2 separate regions of the Mus musculus genome follow, and region 1 is linked to region 2. Evidence: chromatin contacts called from public promoter capture Hi-C data. All regions are on one chromosome and are shown on one strand. Each heading gives the region's core, a stretch centred on a gene start, on an enhancer-like site or on the middle of the called end of the contact. The rest is flanking DNA. Distances are from core to core; before and after follow the strand shown. Region 1 has its middle 33 kb from the start of Ltbp2. Region 2 overlaps Ltbp2 (latent transforming growth factor beta binding protein 2).

What was found. Capture Hi-C pulls out chosen DNA fragments and counts their contacts.
Region 1: a contact with region 2 is called in a promoter capture Hi-C map of adipose tissue. The contact joins two enhancer-like sites. A contact is called at or near these places in 10 of 39 promoter capture datasets (HPC-7-derived erythroid cells, cranial neural crest, embryonic stem cells and 7 more), 4 of 484 Hi-C or Micro-C datasets (bone marrow-derived macrophages, cerebellar granule neurons and nephron progenitors), 3 of 115 datasets of contacts at active chromatin or transcription factors (embryonic stem cells and large pre-B cells) and 2 of 9 other capture datasets (adipose tissue and pancreatic islet).

What each region holds. Positions count from the first base shown.
Region 1 is chr12:84,905,781-84,912,385 of GRCm38.p6, forward strand. No RefSeq gene overlaps it. Among named protein-coding and RNA genes, the nearest start is that of Ltbp2, 33 kb to the left of the region's middle. Within about 2 kb of position 1,396, at least 61 of the 459 cell types and tissues checked have an H3K27ac peak or open chromatin away from gene starts, as enhancers often do. A contact at or near this core is called in adipose tissue, where this site is marked.
Region 2 is chr12:84,798,503-84,805,136 of GRCm38.p6, forward strand. It overlaps Ltbp2 (latent transforming growth factor beta binding protein 2), which reads right to left. Exons shown (of 36, transcript NM_001370743.1): 16 at 5,855-5,983; 17 at 5,285-5,413; 18 at 870-989. Among named protein-coding and RNA genes, the nearest start is that of Isca2, 29 kb to the left of the region's middle. Within about 2 kb of position 4,304, at least 47 of the 459 cell types and tissues checked have an H3K27ac peak or open chromatin away from gene starts, as enhancers often do. A contact at or near this core is called in adipose tissue, where this site is marked.

The DNA of each region.
Region 1 (6,605 bases), core at 146-2,645, 100 kb after region 2:
CACACATACATACACACTCACAACACACACACATGCACACACACATACACACTCACACACACTCACATACTCACACACACAGTCACACACTCACAACACACTCTCACACACACTCTCTCTCTCACACACACACACACACAACAAACACACGCACGCGCACACACATATGTACAACCATAGTGCGTAGCCCACTCTTGACTTCTTTCTTGCTTGCCTTGCTCTTTCCCAAGCTCCCCTGCCCACGGTGCTTCCTCCCAGGCTAGTCAGAATGGATTCCCAGTCCCCAGTTTGGTCCCTGCTGGCCTTGCCTTCTCTTCTTCAGAGGACTCAGGGACCATGGCTTCTCTCAGCCAGCCAGCAGGGCAATGCTGCCCCCAACCACAGAAGGCTCTCTGTGGAGCGTCCTCCTACCCCATTACCTTCAAGGATATCTTCAAGGATGTCTGGGCCCTTCCACCTGTGCCCAGCTAGAAAGCTGTATTCTAAGGGCAGACCAAGAGAAGCCAACCCCAAACTCCCTCATCCTTTGGAACTATTCCCACCTCCCTCTCTCCTAAGGAATTTAGCATCCAAATCACTTACTCACACATCGATTGTTGACATTTCCTGTGCTGTTTTCCAGCTTCTTTAATTGGAATGACTCTAAGCCTAGCGTGGTACCCAGTCAACAATGAGGAAATTATGGCTGAAGAAGTGAATGGTTGGGTAAATGGTGAAACGGGTGAATACTTGAGAAGAATAAAGAGGAAGGCAGTAATGGGACCTGGGTAGAGTAACAGAAGGTGAGAAAGCCCAGGGAAAGAGCAAGGGGCTAGGTGGGATGGGACAGCTAGCCTGACAGAATGTTAAGAGGAACACAAGTATCCCAGGTCTCTCAACCCTGTTTCCATTAAAAAAAAAAAAAAAAAACAAAAAAAAACAAAAAAACAAAAACAAGGCTGGCTCTGGACTCTAACACAGTTTATAACACACGCGCCATTTCTCAAGGACACTGTGCACCATGCTTTGACATGACCAGTCATGGCAGATGAGGGCCGTGTTCTCATATCCCATGCCCCCAGATGGAGGAAGGACAGAGTTGTTGAGTCACCAGCAAACTAGGTATAGCCTCTGAGGGAGGTCCAGTGACTCTGAGGTGCTTTCCTGTGAGGGCTCCAAGTCCTCTGCAGCCCAGGCCCCCATGGGTTCTACTCTCACACAGATCTTCCATCTCTCTGGGCCACCGATTCCCATGCCTGGTCCTACACTGGCACTGCCCAAAGCCGACAAGACCTCAGGCAACCCAAGAGAGCTTTGGGTGACTGCATGGATGGATTTGCAGCTACGAACGAGAGAGAAGCCACGTTTTGTTTTGAATGGATTGTGCTCTGGCAGGAAAGCCTGGGATGCAAATCCACGGAGGGAACGTGCAGATGGGAAGCAGATGTGGGGATGTTGCAAGCCCTGCTCCAGCAGCGCCTTAGGCCCACCTTTGAGAATTCGGACCTTCTGCTGGAGAAAGCTGATGGGCGAGACTGTGCCTAGACACCGTGGGAGCGCCAGCTGCCACCCTTGCTTTCTCACCCCCCCCCCCCACTCCGGATGAAACATTCCTTTTCTTACATTCTTAGAAAACATGTCTGTCTTTCCTGCCCTCTCCTCTGCTCCCCTCTTGCCCTGTCTCTTTATGTCACTTGCCTCTCTTACTCTGTCCCTCTCTCTCAGACATTCTGTCTGTCCTGTCTTTGCCTCTCCCTCCTTTGTCCTGGCTGCTTCCCAAGGCTTGTGCCCCTACCCCTCAATGCTTGGATAAATCTGCCAATCAGCTTGAATCCCTGGGGTGAGGAACAGGAAGAACCTGCCAAGGGCAGACAGCAACCTCGGTTCCCTTCAAGCCAGCTAGGCCTGGGCGGGCTGAGGCCAAGAATTTCTCACTTACCCTCAGGGCTCTGATATTTAGTCTGAGTTGGGGAGGGCAGGTGGCAACCAGCCTGGAGCTCCTAAGCCTGCAGGAGTCCCAGAGCTGTCCCAGCCCTCCACCCTTCAGTCCCTGCCTGGCTGGACACTGTTCTCCATCCTGGCTGGGGTCCAATCCTTTCCAGCATCACAGAGAGGTAGCCCAGCTGGGTGCTCACTGTTTCCCAAAGGCACAGGGCCAGGTGAAGGGCAGGCAGGACAGGAAGAAGGATATTTTGTATCGTCCACTGCACTGCTAAGCAGTCCCTCCCTTCCCGCCCCTGCAAGGCTCCAGCCAGCCTCTGAAGGCGCACGTGCTTGTTCCTTGGCGTGTATACCGAATACATACTTTATCCAATTGATACTGGGCTCCACATTCGGTTGTCTCATTTTTCTTTATGTTCTGCAAGCCCTCTTAAGTTCTCAGACAAGACCTCGAGACCACTTCTAGCACATTCCAGGGGTTACCAGCCATCTCAAAATTTGATTTTGAACTCTTGAGTGCTACTCAACTCTTGAGAACTTGAGAGACATACTGAAAGTCATCTAAAAATAGGATGTTACCATTCCCAGAAGACCAAAACTGTGTAGAGGGACATTTCACAGAGGCTTCTGTGGGTGTGGATGAGGATGCTGTCTGAACACAGCTGGGCTCTCTCTCTCTGGCACCCTCCAAGTCTCTGCTCAAGGTTGTTCCTCCCCTCCAACAAGCATTTGCTCCAAGATCCATGGGCACTTCTTCATGGTCCCCTCATAATCCCCAGTACTGGGATGCTCTGTATCATAAGATGCAGTCTCGGGAGCCTGACACTCAGCGTGGCACCTAAGTGTGGCTCTGGAGACCTTCCTGCACTGAACACTCATTACACATGTGCCTCACACAAGGCTAGGCTTTGGCTTTGAGTGGTGGGTAAACCAGGAAGCACATCGCTCTGCTCAGGAAGGAGATGAACGGGCTGATGACACCTGGATCACGTGGGAGAGTCCCTGCAGCGGAGGGGGACTCTCACCAGGTCATGGCAGCAGTCGATATGATTCAGTTTCTTTACTCATTGGAGTTGGAGGTAGTCACAGGACTGCCATGTGGACCTGCAGATTATCATCAATACATCATACCAAGGAGTGATCATAAGCCACCAAGGCAGAGGTAAAGTTGTTAGCACACAGGGTGGCAGATACCAGAGTGGTGTTCTCCGTTTACCTGTCCCTAGAGTCCCATGTTAATGCAGGACATATCGTCCACTTCCAAGGACCAGGGCTGTGTCTTTGTCAGAGGCCTGCCTTTGGCTGTTCGATCCTGCTTGGGCCACTGTACTGGCTGGTTTTGTGTCAACTTGACACAAGCTGGAGTTATCACAGAGAAAGGAGCTTCAGTTGAGGAAGTGCCTCCATGAGATAGAGCTGTAAGGCATTTTCTCAATTAGTGATCAAGGGTAGGAGGGACCATCTCTGGGCTGCTAGTCTTGGGTTCTATAAGAGAGCAGGCTGAGCAAGCCAGAGGAAGCAAGCAAGCCAGCAAGCAACATCCCTCCATGGTCTCTGCATTAGCTCCTGCTTCCTGACCTGCTTGAGTTCCAGTCCTGACTTCCTTTGGTGAAAGGGTCAGCTGAATAAACCCTTTCCTCCCTGTGGGAAGCCACATGTGCCGTTGCAGAGTGGCGCTGACTACTGCTGGCCACCATGCATAAGTTTGGACAAACAACCAATGTGTACATATGCAGTAAAGTTTTTTGCAAAGACACTGCCTGGCCCGGGCATGATAATTAGGCTTTGAGAGCATAACCAATCAGATGTGAGACATGCAAATGAGGTATGATAATGAGACTCTGTGAGGTACAGAGAGAGAAAGTAGCCAACCAGATGAGGAACATGCAAATGAGGCTTAGTGCATAACCAATCCGGGTTGAGACACGCCTCTCCTAGGCCTATATAAGCAGCACCAGTTCTGGGCTCGGGGTCTCTTCACCTCTGCAATCAAGCTCTCCCAATAAACATGTGCAGAAGGATCCTGTTGCAGCGTTGTTCTTGCTGGTCGAGTCCAGCGTGCAAGACCTCCCCAACTGCTTCTTGGTCACGATGTTTGTGCAGGAATAGAAACCCTGACTAAGACAGCCACCTACATAAAAGTCAGGCAGGTGCTTGGCTGGTTGCTTCCCTGAGTCCCAATGGACAGCCCTAGGGACTCTGGGAGTAAGGGAGAAGTACCTACTCTCCCTGCAGAGAGAGCCGCTTCCCCTCCACAGCTCTTTGGTTGACACTGGACCCTTGCTTGGCCTCCTTCTCCCCCACAGCTCCACCCTGGGAAGATTCCTAAGAAACTCACTTTCACATAAACCCTTGGTTCTAAATCTGTGCCTGGGGAACAGAGTTTAGGACATTTGGAAATGCTAAGTAAACCCTAGGTGGTGCTTCCTAAGCTACATGACCCCTCCTCCCTCTGGCCAAGGCAAGTCCTCCTGAATCTCTGTGGGCTCAGTCACAACACGCTGACCATCTAACTTCATTGGCATCTTGTCTCTGCTTCCCGTACTTGGCAAAGGCCGGCCTCACAGAAGCTGACAGCATGGTCCTGGCATATGGCCTCTCTGCTTACAATTCAGGAAACTGCTTGAACTATGTGTCTCTGGGTTCTGGGTCCTCCCTCCAAGGACCAACACAGGATACCAAAAAGTAGTATAACATTCACCCTTGCCAATCGTCACCTTACTCTGTGCTAGATGGGCTAAGGTCATGCTGAAGCTAATTTCCCCTTTCCTACATGGAGTAGACATGAGGTGGTTGACAAAGGCCAGATCGAGAGATAGGTCAGTCTGGGTACCTTTTCCTAGACTTAGTGAAACTTATGGCCATTGCCTTTAAAACTCTTTTGATTTGTTATGGTCATTTTTCCTTGTTCCAAATATTCTTTCTTAACTAATTGTTTTGATTTACCCCCATAAAGACAACTTTCAAAACTACAGAAGCTTGAGACCACCTGAAATCTTACTATGCTTTGATCATCTGATGTTTGGGAGACTCTGTCAGACCTGATTCTCCCTTCATACATCCAACCCTTGCTTCTCTATTCATCCCTGTTAATCCCACTGTTAGATGGAACCAAACTGATGATACATTGTAGCAGGCCCACTTAAAAACATGCCGAATTCATTCCTCCAGTACCCAAATGTCAGAGCCACCCATCATCGCCTGACATGGAGGGACACATGGCAGAGGAGAAATCAAAGTAGAATCAGAGAATTTGAACATTTTCCCCCAAAATGGTAGCAAATAATGTAAAACATATAACCTTGAAAAAAGATACGACTTTGGGAGCAGCTTGTACAGTTGAGGGGCCCTGGACAGAAGCCCAAAAAGCTTAGGAAAACGGCCTCTGGTTGCTGGACTTAAAAGAGTTTTGGACACACAGTATATTAAGGTCTGAAGGTTTTAGACATGTCCCAAATGTACGAAAATACAGCTGTTCTGTTCATGGCTCTCTTTCCCTTCGTGCTCCTCAGCTGTGGCAGGAGGACCCTATAGCATATCCAGGTGAGGCTGAAGAGGGACCGGAAATGATCACCACTGTTTTATGGCTAACAGCAAACTTGGCTTCTGACACTGGTCTTACTGTCAGGAGGCGTCTGTCACCCACAAGCCCAAGTGCCCCTCTCCTTTTGCACATTTTTGTTTGAGGTGACCTCTCCCTTACTTTTTCAAAGTTTCTTCTAGAAAGAAAGAAAGAAAGAAAGAAAGAAAGAAAGAAAGAAAGAAAGAAAGGAAGAAAGAAAGAAAGAAAGAGAGAGAGAGAGAGAGAAAAGAAAGAAAGAAAGAAAGGAAAGGAAAAGAAAAGAAAAGAAAAGAAAAGAAAAGAAAAGAAAAGAAAAGAAGAGAAAAGAAGAGAAAAGAAAAGAATTCCAAGTTTCCTTTGGAAGGGCAAAAGGATTAGCTCTGTCTAGGGTGGGCCAAGGTGGGAGCCCAACAGAAACCAGAAGTGGGAGAGCAACGCCAGCGCTTTTAGAGTCTGCTGTGGTTTACAGAATGTGTCTCACCACCATTACTGCATTTGAGTTTCAAGCTCCTTCAGTACTGCACATTGTAGTATGTTAGAATCAATCTTTTCTAGTCAAACAAGAGACTCAGCCATCCATGTAACATTGGATACTTACCCTCAATTAAATTCAACATAGTCTAAGAGAGCTGTGGATAGTGGTGTACCATTGTAAGTACTTTTTAAAGAGGAAAGGGGGCCACAGTGTAACTCACCAGCAGAACATTTGCAGGGAATTGAGACTCTGGGTTCAATCCTTAACACCACAAAAAGGAATGACTGGAGGCTGGGGAGATGGCTCAGCCGGCACAGGGCTGTGCATTCCCAGCCCCCACGTAAAAGTTGGACACAGGAGTGCGAGCCTATAACTCCGCAGTTTGAGAGAAGAAAACAGATCTTGGAGGCTCACTGCCCAGTCTATCTAGCTGAAATGGTGAGCTCCGGGTTTGGTGAAAGACCGTCTCAACTCAGAAGATGGAGAGTAATAGACAAGGACATCTGATGTTGACCTCTGGCGCGCACATGTGCACACGCTGCCCCTACCTCCCAAATGCGGCTGAGTATTTTGCAGGCATCAGCCACCACACCAGCTGTATCTACTCTTTTTTAGAAGGCTAAATCAAGACATTGTCCCCCAGCACCC
Region 2 (6,634 bases), core at 3,054-5,553:
ATGCCCAAAGAGGCTCTCTTACCAAGCACTTGGCGCGGCCAGCTGGCACATAGGATGTTCCTATCAAGTGCTGGGCTCACTCTGCATTCTCTTGGAAATACCAGGCTGTCCTGTTTCTATTAGCCAGATAAGGACAAGGGATGGGGTGCAGCTTTGATCATGTATATCTGAGTTTTAAGCAGAAGGGCACTAAGAGGAGAGCCCTGAGGGAAGGTGACGCTCCAGGGGTGAGGACAGTTTGTCCCATACCTATAGTTACACTTCTATACTACTACTTTACTTAGATCTCCTGGGGACCCACACTTCATTTCCATGGTGAAAGGTCTTTCCTTTACAAGGTTCACAGCTCACACATTACTTCTGGGACCCTCTGAAACCAGGCAAGACAGATGTCAGAGCTGATAGGATTGTAGCAGATTCAAACCTGTCTGTGAGGAGACTCATTAGCAGTGTCCTAGCCCATCTTTTAGCTGTGTATGTGAAAGGGGAGATATATTTGTTGATCCATTCACTCATCAACCAGAGTTTGTTGGGTTGCCTAACGACATGGTCCATCCTCAGGGAACTTCTATATTAACAAGTGTTAGCAAGAGGGTTAAAGATGCCAGAGACATCAGCGCTTCCTATGAGACTCAAAGAGAGCACATTTTTAGGACGATGAGGCAGAGGTGTGCAAAGATGTTCATTCCTGTAGTGTCATATAGATTCGTATTTCTCTACCACGAGGGCAGAGAGGATGCCAACATATCACCCAAAAGACAGAGGGCTCAGGGATTCATAGATATGGCTCTGCCCGTAGGCGTTGGCTTAGAATCAAGAGACTAGGCGGAGGGCAGATAGAAGGGGAGTTGGTGGAGGTAGCTCCTTACCTTGACAGTGTCCTTTCCTGACCATGATGTAGCCCCGATCACACTCGCAGTGGTACGAGCCCTCCGTGTTGCTGCATCGCCCACCACTGCACACCCCGGGCTGCTCACACTCATCGATATCTGCAAACACATAGATAGGATGGTCCTGAGTCAAAGCCAGCCCTGGGGGGTGTGGGGGGTGTCCTTAAACATCCTTTCTGGAGGCCATGGACAAAGCTGTTTAGGCAAGGAAGACACATTTGCTGCAGTCCAATTGCTTGAAGGGATTCCTAGGTCATCTCTTAGACTGGTCAGACTCTGGGGCCCCTTTTGAGTTCTTTTCTCCCAGGGCTGGCTACTTCTAGGGTCCACGGGGGCCCTTGTAGCTTTCTCCTCCAGATGTAAGAGCTGGGCTTGAGGTCAGGCATCAATCCTTACAGTGTGATCCAAGGGGGGCAGAAGTTCCCCCCTGCCCTAGCACTAGTACAGTAGATACTGGGTCTACCACTAAGATTCCTCTTAAGGATGGACCTTCTTAGACAGGGAGCACTGCAGGCACCCAGGGATCTGTAAAGCATGGCTTATATCATTATCTGAGTACACTGATACCCCACAATGGCTCTAAAGCCCGATCTTGGTCAGTCACCCTTCCCCCCATATATCCCCTTCCTTGGCTCCTTGCTGTCTCCAGTCCTACTAGGAATTTGGCTCACAAACCTGGTCCCATCCCTGCTGTATTTGCCCACGCTCATTGGTAACATCTTTTTTGTTGTTGTTTTGGTTTTGGTTTTGTTTTTCAAGTCAGAGTTTCTCTGTAGCCCTGGCTGTCCTGGAACTCAGGTCTGTAGACCAGACAGTCCTCGAACTCATAGAAACTCACCTGCCTCTGCCTACAAAGTGCTGGGATTAAATGCGTTCACTACCACCACTCAGCCCTTGGTATAATCTTAGCTCTGGTCGATTCCCACGAGTTCAGCTTCCAGATCTTTGTTCACACACAAGCTTCTTGCTGGGAGTTTCTGTCCCTTCCTGAGGACCAGCAAATTCCTAGTCCTGGTTCAGACCATGCCTCAGTGTACCTACCAGCTTTGCTCTATGACTACTCCCTGGCTCCACCATCAAAGCCATAATGACCCCTCTCTAGCACAGGTTCAAACACTTCACAGTGTCCTTGTACAGACTGAATGAAGGCAAAGAGAGGAACAAAGTGCCTGGCTGGCAGCCAACACAGAAGGAATGTTCACTAGCATCGCTCCAGCATAAACCTTCCCCTAGAACCCAGTGTGCTCCCATGGCTGCAATCCTTCCTATTTCATTCCAGTTCTCAGTGGAGTCTCTGGCAGAGCTGCCACAAGCACCGTCCTCGGCCCCAGTGGAGATCCTGACCTTCAGAATAGGCAGACCCAAGAACCTTCCTGGGAACAACTCTCCCAGGAGTTCAGAAACAGCTGTGCGAGCTCCAGGAAGCTCTACTGCCAACAGAGGGGAAAGGAGAAGGAACTCCTGGGCAGAGAGAAAAGCTGATGGGAATAACATGGCTGAAGCTAGAAACACTGCCTAATAAACAGATGGCACTGGGAAAAGCGATTTGTAGAGAAAAGTGGAAATGGAGACATGGGTTCTTGATACCCATGCAAAGATGGACCAGCTGGATAAAGCACTCTGGAAAGGTAACATCAGATGTAATGCGCAACATCCTTGTGACATAATAAAACTACAAGGCATGAAAAATAAAGCTAAAGGAGGCCAGCGATGGCTCAGCGGGCAAGAGTTTGCCACCCAGGCCTGGAAACCTGAGTTTGATTGCCAGAACCCACCTGAGGATGGAGGGGAGAACCCACTCCACTAGGTTGTCCTGACCTCCACATGGACAGACAGCCTTACACACGTAAAACAGATACAATGTAACAGAATACACAAGCTGCACTGTAAAAGCTACATGAAAAAGGAACAGCCACACTGGAAAACTAGCAAAAAGATAGGAGTAGGTAAGCAATTCACAGATGAGGAAGCCCCAAGGCCAAAGTGCAAAGAGATACACTTTCTAGAGGGTATGTAATTATGCAAGCTCTTACTTAAATTTTTAATAGATAATTTATACTTCTACCTAAATTAACTTAAAACTTGTAATAATTTACAATCATTAATTTATACATATGACTCAATGATATATTAAAGTAATGAAACACTGTTTCCTGAAACTGGCAAAATTTAGGAAGTGGATGCAAAATTGGATTAGGTTCTTCAAGTGACGGCCAATCCCCGGTGGTAGAAGCACTTCGGCTAACCTCAGGTTCCTCCCGTCTACAGCTGTCGCGGGTGGCCGAGACCTCTGGACACCAGGCTGGCACAGGACAGAGCCTTTTGTCTGGGCCTGGCAATACCATTCCCTGTAGCAGCTGTAATTTACCCAGGGCCAGCTCCCAGAGAGCAGTGCCTCTGGCCACAGCACCTACGGCAGCTTGCTGAAGCCTGGAAAGCCCCTGTCCCTTGCTTTTCCCTTGGCTCTGTCACACTGCTGTCTGAGTCACCTCCTCCCTGACAGCCAGACGACAGAACCATCTACCCTTAACAAACTTGGCACTAGAGCCACTTCACGGACTGGCCTCGCCTACTGCCTTTTCTGCTAACAAGCCCAGACTCCAGTCACCCTGATGGTATTATTCCCAGGGCAGGCGATACTGGCCTATGCAGAAATGGTTGCCTTCCCCTGGACTACCTCCTCCCTCCATTCCTGCTGCTGCTCGAAGAGGATCATGGGAAGCAAACCATGCCCCAGAATGGGCGTGACATTGCGTCTGTGTCCAGTGCCAGCTGTAGATAGGTGTAATGTTATGGGCATTTCAACTCACCTTTTGAAGCTTCATCTGGCAAAGCGAAAGGTAGGAATGAGATCCGCAGGGGTTGGAATGGTATATAGCAAAGCGCAGAGAGTGGCTCTTGGTTTAAGTGCTCACTAAATGGGAGCTGTTCATATTCTACCCCAGCTCAAGTACCTGTTCACGGAAACATTCCCAAATTCTCTGCTATGTCAGTTGCTTTTTCGTCTAGTCCCCGCACGGTCGCTACTCTTGCTCATTCAGTTGACTGTCGTCAGAGCTCAGCACAGAGCCAGGTACCTGGCCACTCAGTCAGAGCCCGCGTACCTACTGAGTACTCGTGACGGGGTTCCCTCACGTTCCTGTTAGGTTGGGCTTCTCTATCTCCCTTCCTCACAGAATGAAATGAGTGGGCTTGGATGACTTTGGATTCTGAAAGCCAGATCCTTGGAATCAGATGTTGAGGAGACTCAAAGAAAGGGTTCATTGCTCCATGGCCACACATGGAACCATGGTCAAGCAGCAGACTAGCTCCAGAAGTGTGAGCCCCAAACACAGGTAGTGCAGTTCTCAAGTGAGAACTTCCCAGCTGCCTCTGAGCCCCCAGGCGCTGTGTGGTAGATGCTTCCTCATTTCTTCGTGAACTTACTCATAAACAGTGTACAGGAACATTCTATGCTACAAAAGGGGTTGCACAGCGTGCTGGCTAGTTTGTCAACTTAACATAAGCTGAAGTCATCAGAGAGGAGGGAAGCCTCAGTTGAGAAAAACCCCCTCTGTAATCAGGCTGTAAGCAAGACTGTAAGGCAGGGCATTTCTTAATTGGTGATTGATGGGGAGGGGCTAACTATTGTGGGTGGTGCCATCTCTGGGCTGGTGGTCCTGGGTTCTATAAGAAAGCAGATTAAGCGAACCATGAAGACCAGTTCAGTAAGCAGGCCTCCTCTGTGGCCTCTGCATCTGCCCCTGCCTTCGGGTTCCTGCCCTATTTGAGTTCCTGTCTTGGATTCCATCAAAGGACTGTGATTCAGGATATGTGAAGCCTCTAGTGGGGCCAGTTTGGAGGCAGAAGTCCCCAGAGAAAGTCCCCTTTCCTCCACAAGTTCCTTTGGGTCATGGTGTTTCATCACAGCAATAGTAACCCTAACTAAGACACCCAGGAAGCATGCTTACCAAGAGTTGCCTCTCTGTGGCCAGACCTTCCCAGGAAAGATAAAAACCTGCAGGTATCTCCACCGTTGGGCATCAGAACTCTTCTCCCACATGCACACATGTCCCCTGGTCTGCTGAGGGTCCCCATAGGTGACCCTCATTCCCCAAAAGGAAAGCTTCCTTGTCACCAGAGTCCTGGCCTTCGGTCCCCATCATCAGCCTACTCTTGGCCCTAGCCACAAATCCTTGAGGCCTTTTCAAACATTGCTATTTTCTGGATCCTTCTTTCTCATAGTCTCAACTTCCTTCCAGATCAAGGCCAGAGCTCTGTCTCTTTCCCCGAGGCTCTGGTACTCCTCAGTGTGAACACTGTGCATGCCTGGTTCCTCTTCCACCCACACTGTAGGGCCTAGGCAAGAGGTGTTCTCCTCTGCCCACTCCAGGCCTAAGGTGGGTGTCGCTCACCTTGGCACTCCTGTGTGTCTCTGAGGGTGACTAGTGTGTAGCCAGGATAGCAGAGGCAGGAGTAGGAGCCCACACTGTTGACACAGCGCCCTCTTCCTTCACAGGGGTTCCTCATACACTCGTTGTCATCTGACCAGAAGGAAGCAGGGAAGGAGGTCACCAAGGCCAGTGTGCCTTTCTCTGGGGACTTTTGCCTCCAAACTGCCCCCACTAGAGCATGGTGCTGTGTGGCATAGAAGAGGTGAGGGAGCAGAGAAGGCAGAGACAGAGATGAAAGTCTCCAAGGCTGACAGCCACAGGCCAACCTGCTGGGTCCTTGGTGATGAGCAGTGCCTCTTCCCTGCTCATTGTCCCTTCCCCTCAGCGACCCCACAACCACTTCCTTTCTCCTTCACAGCCTGGCATGTCCTAAGTTGATGCCTAGTTAGTTGTGTCCACAGAGAGTGTTCTAAGCTAACCAACCATAGCATACGACTTGGATCTTGTGTAGCCTGGACTCGTGACTGCATCCCCACACTCTGTTCCTATTTGCTCCCACCATTCAGCAGGCCCAGGGCACCCAGTAAATACCAGTACAGTAGTCTTGGCTGGGGTGTAGCTGGTAGCCAGGGCTGCAGACACATCTGTATCCATTTGGGAGGCTCACACAGGTCCCAGGGCCACAGATGTTGGAGGCTCCAGCAAAACATGGATCAAAGTCTGTGGAGATGGAGCAAGTAGAGGTTACAGCAGAGTGGAGCATGCTCAAAGGCAGTGGAGCAGGGTGAGGAAGCAGGGTTAGGCTCAGTTGCCTCGGAAGCCCACTAGAAGCCCACATACCCTTAGTAGGCCCTCTCATGCCAACTGATAAAATAGCCTCATAAGACTGGTGGGACCTGTGCCTGGTCTTTGAGCCCATTTGATTACAACCTCCGGATAGAGACCTGATGGCTTTAGTAACCCATATTCCCTACAAATGATCTCCTTACCCTCACCCTCAACCTAAATGTGGGCATAGCTCTTACCCAAAGAACTCTTGCCCATCTTCCCATAGACTGGCTGACAGATCTAGTGACTAGGTTACACAGATTGAAGAAGCTAGCTTATCTGTCTTGTACCTCTAATATTAAGGAAGTACTTAACATTTATCATAAGTGAATGAATGAATGAATGAATGAATGAATGAATGAATGAATGAACAAACCAATAAGAGAACACTGCTTTCATCTGTGTCCAGCATGTTGTATTGTTATTCTACGGGCACATACCTAGGGCTCCCTTCCCTGCCCCACCACTCTGAGAGAAACCAAAAGCATCTACAGAGCAGGTCAGAAGTGGCCCAGGTTGGTACACAGAGGGTCTTTACAGCAT